Linked DNA regions of Mus musculus: all the other regions are linked to region 2. A link is a contact called in public Hi-C data. All regions are on one chromosome and are shown on one strand. The core of a region is the stretch at or near the end of the contact, and the rest is flanking DNA. Distances in the headings are between cores, read along the strand shown. Region 1 has its middle 73 kb from the start of Lyplal1. Region 2 has its middle 150 kb from the start of Gm35023. Region 3 overlaps Lyplal1 (lysophospholipase-like 1).

The links. Hi-C and Micro-C count contacts between places; a contact is called where the count stands out from the background.
Region 1: a contact with region 2 is called in a Hi-C map of uterus, with 4 times the contacts expected there. The contact joins two enhancer-like sites. A contact is called at or near these places in 4 of 484 Hi-C or Micro-C datasets (lens fibers, nephron progenitors and uterus).
Region 3: a contact with region 2 is called in a Hi-C map of uterus, with 2.6 times the contacts expected there. The contact joins two enhancer-like sites. A contact is called at or near these places in 1 of 15 datasets of contacts at CTCF or cohesin (the NIH/3T3 cell line) and 6 of 484 Hi-C or Micro-C datasets (cerebral cortex, embryonic fibroblasts, myocytes and 1 more).

What each region holds. Positions count from the first base shown.
Region 1 is chr1:186,042,957-186,045,656 of GRCm38.p6, reverse strand. No RefSeq gene overlaps it. Among named protein-coding and RNA genes, the nearest start is that of Lyplal1, 73 kb to the left of the region's middle. Within about 2 kb of position 1,431, at least 20 of the 459 cell types and tissues checked have an H3K27ac peak or open chromatin away from gene starts, as enhancers often do. A contact at or near this core is called in uterus, where this site is marked.
Region 2 is chr1:185,771,971-185,774,670 of GRCm38.p6, reverse strand. No RefSeq gene overlaps it. Among named protein-coding and RNA genes, the nearest start is that of Gm35023, 150 kb to the right of the region's middle. Within about 2 kb of position 1,345, at least 16 of the 459 cell types and tissues checked have an H3K27ac peak or open chromatin away from gene starts, as enhancers often do. A contact at or near this core is called in uterus, where this site is marked.
Region 3 is chr1:186,101,046-186,103,745 of GRCm38.p6, reverse strand. The region is part of intron 2 of Lyplal1 (lysophospholipase-like 1); the gene reads left to right. Among named protein-coding and RNA genes, the nearest start is that of Lyplal1, 15 kb to the left of the region's middle. Within about 2 kb of position 1,290, at least 14 of the 459 cell types and tissues checked have an H3K27ac peak or open chromatin away from gene starts, as enhancers often do. A contact at or near this core is called in uterus, where this site is marked.

The DNA of each region.
Region 1 (2,700 bases), core at 182-2,681, 270 kb before region 2:
CTGATGGGGCATGTGTTTCAATGAAGCCTTTCAGGCTCCTGTACACAATGATATCAGCTTGAACAGATCAGAACGCCATGCTAAGTTAAAGTCACTGCAAAGTAACTGGCAGGTAAGTCACTTCTTTTCTAAGTGGGTAAGAACTTGAGTCATAGGTATTTGAAACTTAAGAGGCATGTCCTTTAAGGATAGTTAGATCACAAAGAAAATACCATAAATGACTATAAACCACTCAGAGAGAAATGGAGAAAAGAATTATTTGCATCAGAATTCACAGGCCATGGTGATAACTCCACTCGAAGAGAAAGCAATCAATGTTGAAGATGTTGAAAAATAAGGAAATGTATTCAGCTTACCATAGCATAATAAATGTCATTCAAACTAATTCCGCTTTCTGTGCATAAATATTACTGATGTGTACATGCACGGGTGTGTGCATGTGTGTATTCATTTGTTTCTGAGGCCAGAGTTCCATGCTGAGTCTTTTTTCCACTCAACTTCCCACCTTTTCTTTTTCCCTGTTTTTTCCTGTTTTGGGTTGGTCAATCAACTCAAGGGATCTATTTGTGTCCCTCCCCAGTTCCTTTACCCCTGGTTTGGGGATGTCAGGTATATGCCACCACAACAAACTTTTAGATAGGGCCCGTGGATTCAAACTCCAGATCCTTGTGCCTGCATGGCAAGCACTTTCATGTAGCTATATGATAGTTCCAGAGTCAGAACCTACTCATAAAAATTCTATATACAGGTCTGTATCACACATTCCTGATGAAAACTCTGTTTTAATAGCTTAAGTTTTATTATTGGTGATGATGTCAGGAAAAGAAAGACAAATTCAATTTTCAAGCCGTCAGTTAGTTAGGTAGAGTAATTCAGTTACATCATCTCTTTAATTTTTTTTCTCTTTTGAGGGAACAGCAGAGCCAATAGACTTAATGGGCTGATGAATAAGAGTTTTTCCTCTAAAGTCCTTTATGAACAGCTTGATGGAGTCTTGGTGAGTTTTCTTATTTATTTTCCCTAGATTTGCCCAGCAAAACTAACGCAGGGCTACCTATTGGACATCGTTATTCAAGGGCACTCTCCTTCAGGGAACAGCTTCACACTGTGGGTCTGTGAATGGACCAAGGCTGGGTCCACTGTCCTCATGTCTGGGTCATGGTGTCTAGTGGAGATGAGTGTCCAACCAAGCCAGGGCGGTCAGGAGTCCCGTGTGTGGGATTCTGGAGGAACCTGGGCTGTAAGATGTTCTTTCCTACTCTTTGGTTTTTAAGAGGTCAGTGTGTGAGCCACTTCAATGCCTCCCACTGTTGCCTGCGTTTTTACAATGCCAGCGTGAGCTGCAGTGGGGAGCAGGTTTATGGTGCGCGCCATTCAATTTAGACTCTACTAGAGCAAATGATTGCAGTGATTGGGAGGAAAGAAACTGGAAAATAAGTCCCTGATGTAAAACTGGTCACAGGGCCAAAACAGTAGTGCCAGTTATGACCTCAGTGCTTCACTGATGTTATTTTGACAACAGTCTTTTCAAAGCCATAGAGTCTATTATTAGTGAGGGTAAGCGTGCTGAACCGTATATTTTCCCCCCTCGGAAAGCCAGTGTCTTTGTATTTGAAGTTTCCATTTGCTTTTCTTAGTTTCACGTTTTTTTTGTGTGTGTTCTTCCTTGAGAAGAAGCACTGACAATAAACTGGGATGGAGAGAAAGAATGTCTGCAGGGTTATCCCAGCCTGGGTACAGCCCTGGGGTATACACAGACTATTCTCTCAGTCTGCCTAGTGTTTCCTTCCTTGATTGCATGGATTCAGAGCAGCGGGTTATATGATATGTTGTAAGCCAAACACTGAGACAATAAAAGTTTATCACATTTCTCTTATGTTAAAGTTGGGAGTCCGGCCCCCAGGGAAGCTCTGAAGTAAACAGTGTGATGTGAGCTCCTTTGTCAAGGAGTTCTTGAGAAGATGAGTCATAGACAAATAAATAATAAATATGACTCAAGAGTGTGCAATAGTATTGTATGATGGTAAAAAAAAGTGATGATTATGAATCTACACTGAATCCACAACAACTAGATGCAGTTTGGGGGTAGGCAGAAGATAACTGTGAGACATGGCTTCTGATGCTGGTCCTGTGAAGGCTCACAAAGAATGTATAGATGAACCGAATCAATACTGGAAAACACTGAGCTGACTAGTCTCTGAAAATGAATTCCAACGTTCCAGGAAACTCCATTTTTATATTGCTGTTTCCCAGGAACAGTCATAACTCCTGGTGTTTCTTCTGAACACAGAACACAAATTCCCCTTTTATGTTTCATAATATACTAGAAGGAGTTATCCTGAATGCCACATGGGAAGAACAGAAAGTCATTTCAAACAGCATCACTCATAAACCTCCCGGCCCACACATTAGACCACTTATCTAATTTTCATGAAACTGTACCCATCCACATAAATTTGGGACGTATTCCCACAGAGATAATAACATTAAATACATTAAATACAAAGCCAAAGTCAGTCACAACAACAAAATAGCCTGACAACATGAGCCAGCTCCCAAGTACAGCAGTGATATTTCATTCCTAGACGAAGCTGTGGTAACGTCAGCCTCTGACAAACCAAGAAAGTTACAAAGGTGCCTATTTGTTAATGAAAACTCTACCCAGAGGAAGCCAGCTACATAGTCTCTTTAAGGTTTGTG
Region 2 (2,700 bases), core at 96-2,595:
GCTCCAGGGAGTCTTCTAGCTCCCCACCCCCACCGGCCAGCATGGGGAGTGCAGATGTGCACCACTGAGCCCCTCCTTCCTGTTGGTGCTGTGATCTAAACTCGGGTCCTCATGAAAGCACTTCACCAGGGGAGCCATCTCCCAGGTCTCCAGATGTTCCTCTGCAGGGAAGTGGTTTTTCACAAGTTAGCCTTCAGATGGTTTGGTCTTTCCTCACTAAACCCTTTCTCCAACGCTGGACAAAGGGAAACCATGCTAGAGAGTTCTGCTTATATAACTAATTTCATTTGACAACTACAACACATGCCAAATATTTAATATTTCACAACCCAGGATTTTTATGAAGTCCCTTTATGTTTCAACACAGTACGGCATTCAAAGACCATCTGATCCTTTATCCAGCCCCTTACATCCCAAGGGTGCAGTTAAAATTCTAGGGGGAAGAAGCAAACTGCTTCACAGAATAGCATCATATCCAGATCCTCCCGTTTATTCCTCCCCTCCCTCCTGTTTTCTCTGGGGTGGCCAAGTCAATACCCTAGGCAATTCATTTTTACCACCACTCCCAGGGGCTGGGAGAAAATCCCTCCTTTGATCTGAGAATGATTGTATTGAATCTTCTCAGTGCCAGCAGCGTTGTAACAAATGGCCATTATCTGAGATGAGAAAATGAAGGAGAAAATGCTCTGTGATCTATAAAATCCTAACTGCTGGTGATTGTTTTATTATCGTTAGTAATTTATTTGTTAGTATTGTTATTGCTGCTAATAAAGTGATCCCTCTGCTTCCGGGCTCTATGGTCTTCATGCTGGCTCATACAATGCCTCGGGAAGATTTTTAGATGCTTCAGGATAAACAGGGGAGGAGACCTTGTCTCCAGCGGCTCCGAGCCTCTGGAATGAGTTGCCAGATTACCAAGAGCCCACCGTGCCAAGCTGCTTCTAAGAGCAGCTTCCTTCTGCTGGAAGCGTGGGTACTGTGTTCACACATTCTCCCAGTGAAAGGAACTACCTGTGGGGATGAAGTCTCCAGCATTCCACCGTCAAGACCCATCTCTAGACCTAGAACAACATAAGGACTTGGCCACCTTGCCCCTTGATCCTCCATCTTCCTCTCTAAGCCCTTTCCCCCTTAAGTTCCCCAGTCAACTCTTTGTAATTCAGAATCACACAAAACACCCCCCACCACCACCACCAAGAAAAGGTTATGAGTCAAGTGAAACTCTGAGTAAGCAAATGTATCTGGCACTCAGAGCCATGGAAAGTCGCTTCTACCGCCAGAGGTGGTTAGCCGACTCTGCCCATAACTGTCCACAAGACAGCTCCACAGAGCAACCCTGATGGGTTCAGACGGGTGGAAAGGGAAGTACTTGAGAGGTTTTTCAATAAATAAGCCTGTGTAAGTCCTGGTGTGTAGGGATGCCAACTGCTTTCTCAATCGGAACCTTAAAAAGCAAAAAATAGAACTTTAAAAGAATAATTTATAATGATCAAAGATAAAATAAAATATTCTAGAAGAAATGTAATTTCAGGGTGAGCAGCTGGTTTTATGAGGGAGATAATGCCTGCCTTCTTTTTTCCAGGACTATAAATGCATTTTTATTTTATCTTTGCCCCAGCCCTAGTGTTGCTACAAAAACCAAATGTTATTCAGAAAATTATTCCATCTTCCTTCTAGGGGTTACTTGGCAGTATCCTTTTACAGACCCACCTTGTGCTATGTAGAAGCATGACTTGAGGATGCCCTGAACAACTGCTACGTATCAATAGCTCCAATCTTTTACTTTTCCAAACAAATGAAGACTCAGCCCTCTCTATCTGGGGACAATCTGAGTTGGGTCCATGTCTGCCATTGTGTGGCTCATGTTTCCTACCAACTATTAGCAGAAAGGGCAGATAGGGTCCTGGCTCTTTCAGTTGTAGGGAAAGGCTAATTTTTAAAATGTCAACTAGAATATAGAGCCTGATCTGGAAGCAGTCATTGTAAAGTCACAGGCTGTTCTGAAATGTGTCCAATAGAAACAATAAACCTGGCATGTGGCATTCTGCTCACGATAACTCCTTGGAGTATTTCTGCAAGTTACTATTCCAGAGCAGGGAGATGGAAGCCACACACAGAGGTCATCTTCCCCTGGTTACTCCCTTTGTCATGAAAGCTAACTCATGAAGATAGATATAGATATAGATGATATAGATGATATAGATGTAGATAGAGATGTAGATAGAGATAGAGATAGATATAGATATAGATATATGGTGAGCAAGAGACATGTGGTGTGTGTGTGTGTGTGTGTGTGTGTGTGTGTGTGTGTGTGTGTATGTGTGTGTAGGACAGAAGTCAACGTTTGGTACCTTCCTTGAATGCTCCCACCTTCTTTCATTGAACTGGCTACTCTGTGACAGGATCGACTGCCTGGCCAGGCTAGTAAGCTCCTGGATTCTACGTGTCTTCATCCTTACTACACCAAGGTTAAGATCTGCACTTGATCATCTCTAGCTCTCTGATGTAGGTGCTGGATATCTGAACTTGGGTCCTCCTGCACAGACAAGGAGTGTGTTAGACTAAGCCATCTCCTCAGTCCCTCATAAGGATATTTTTATATTGGGCTGTATTTTTAAAATTCCATTCAGAAATAGGTTTCCCAAGTCCTATGATAAACACTCACCTACTAAATTTAAAAGATCTACCCTTTGATAAGAA
Region 3 (2,700 bases), core at 41-2,540, 330 kb before region 2:
AATTCTGTTGATAATTTGAAAAATCCTAAGACCCATCAGACTTGCCTGTGCCTCTACATGTTGACTGTACATTTCCCCACCTAAAAAGGAGTGCTTATCATTTTCAGTGAATTAATGCATGTTCACAAGGGGAGTGAGTGCACAGATAGGGGTGTGCACAGGCATCTGTATTCCTGTACATGTGGATGTCCGAGGTCCACTGCTCATGATCAGACTGAAAATGGCAACAGTTACAATCTCCAATGATGAGCACTGTGAAGAGCAGTGACTTTAGTGAGACAGAGTCCTTGCAGAATAGAAGCAGCAATGAGGAGTCAAAGGTGACTTTTCAGTTGACACCTGAGTAGTCAGTGGGAGCCCAGCACAGGGTATGATGGGGAACACAGGGCTGGGAGAGGGCGCTGATGACATCATCTGACTGGAGCCTTGAGCCAGCACAGGGAATGATGGGGAACACAGGGCTGGGAGAGGACATCTGATGCAATGCTCCCAACTCACTGATGAGCTGTCCAATGGCACTTGAGCCTAGAGCATGCTGGGAGAATTCTGAAATGAGGACAAAGAGAGACCAGAGCCAGCTTGCTATCCTACAGACTACAGATGATCTTTTGGCTCTTATAACTTTAGGGGAACACAGATTAAAACAGAAGTGGGTGTTCAATCAAATACCTTTTTATTAAAAAAAATCAAAGTGTTGGACATGTATTCTAGTCTAATACTTGAGCAGTGTGTAACGGGTTGATTGATTGATTGGTTTAGGAGCCGCACAGATGTTCTTTGCTGAACATATTTGTTTATTGTGGTAATGTCTGAACTGTTTTTATACCAGCTAATAAAGTGATTTATTTGAGGAAGAAAGTGAATGAATATAACATATGTGCCAAGCCTTTTAGCTGTTTAAAAAACAATCTTTTATGCTTTATTTAAAGGTTATTCTAACATCTTTGGAAATTTATGTACTCTCGATTGTTTTCTTAGCAAAAAGAGTTCTAGCCTTTTTTTTATCCCATTAAATTATCTTAATGATCCCATTTAAACAGAAATTTTTAATTTTTTCTTAGGGAAGTGAGAGACCCGGACCATCCCAATCCGTAAATGTGGATTTTCACTGTGTTTTACCTCAGTGGAGCATCTACCTAGATTAATCAAATAAGGCATTGTCAACGGGGAAAGAGTTAGCGAGGATCATTTTTTCCCATTAATGGCCGCGTTCCCAGAATGATTCACATTTTAGCCGATGATATCATCCTTATTTAAGTGCTTAGACAGACAAATAAACAGTGAGAGAAATAGCAGGGAATGGAGAGAGAAGTCGATGGACCTCCAGAGGACTGGGTATCACTCAGCTCTAGAGTTGGCCTTCACTGTGACTTCAGCCTCAGGGAACACTTCACAGTGTGTAACAATGACTGAGAACAAAACACCTGCTTTCAAGTGCAGTGGACTTGAAGTTAACCTTGAGGATGTCTCTGGGAGGAGCAAGGCCTGGGTGCTTCTGCACTCTCTTGTCCCTGAGCCATCTCCTTAGCTGGCTGAGAGGAGTGCTGTGGGCTTCTATCTTCCCCACAGAAAGCGAGGGCCTGGATAGAGCAGTGAGAAGCCCGAGGGTTCCGTCTGCAGAAGCCTGCCCTCCTCCCAGGCTTTGCTCTGAAAACATCAACCTCCACGAATAACGCAGATTAATTGAAAATCTCCAAAGATGTTTAAAGAGAATCATTTATGAGAATTTTAAACTTTCTAAGTGTTTTGAATGACTTCTTGGCTAAATAAGAATGACTGCCTAATGTAGTAAGCATGACGACTAGTGTGATGGTGGTAAGAGAAGTCTGAGGCAGGGGCACCCACGGACAGATGCATAGATCAGCGAGGAGTCTGGGGCAGGGGCACCCACGGACAGATGCATAGATCAGCAAGGAGTCCTGCCACATCAAAAGCATTTGAACTTCTAAGTTAAACCTGGGCAGTTTTCCATGTTAAACCAATGAAGTGCATTTGATGAGTTGGTGGACCCACTCACGTGAGAGCATGCTAGTACCCAGCACCTCCTCCATGGGACCTGCTTGTACAGATGCTTTGGAGAAAGGTAGATTTCTTTGTGGTAGAATGATGGATTTTTACCACCTTTATGGAAGCAACTTTGAAACATGTACTAAGGTAAAACCTGTACCTTCCAACCTAGCATACGATTCTCAGTCTCTGTTCCCTAGGAATAGCCCCTCTACATGAAAAACACATGCATCTATATTAACTAGGCATGTTTTATGTCACCCTGTCCACAGAGGCTGGGATCTATATATATCATGGGGAGAAAGGATGATTCAGTTGTCAAATAGGTTTATCTATGAGCATGAACAACGTTTATGTACATAGTCATTTGATGCATAGGGAAGGGGGCTGGTATGGTTGGCAGGGACCAGAATGCCCAGGGACTGACAGAATTGTGGGAACTCAGCACTCGCTAATGAGAAGGTGCATAGGTGAGGAGTGTTCAGATGGATTTCTGTGAGACACTGTGGAGAAGAGTGCGTCCGTATGGGGAGAAGACTGGATGCTCTTGCTCTTACTCCCCCAAAACTCTATAAGCCTCGAATCACCCAAAGTAAAGTTGATCTGCCTCCTGATAGCTGGTCCAGTGTGGTGGTCATTCACTGTAAGTACTCACAGGGCTTCCAAACCCTTGCTTGTCTTCTCTGCTCCCAC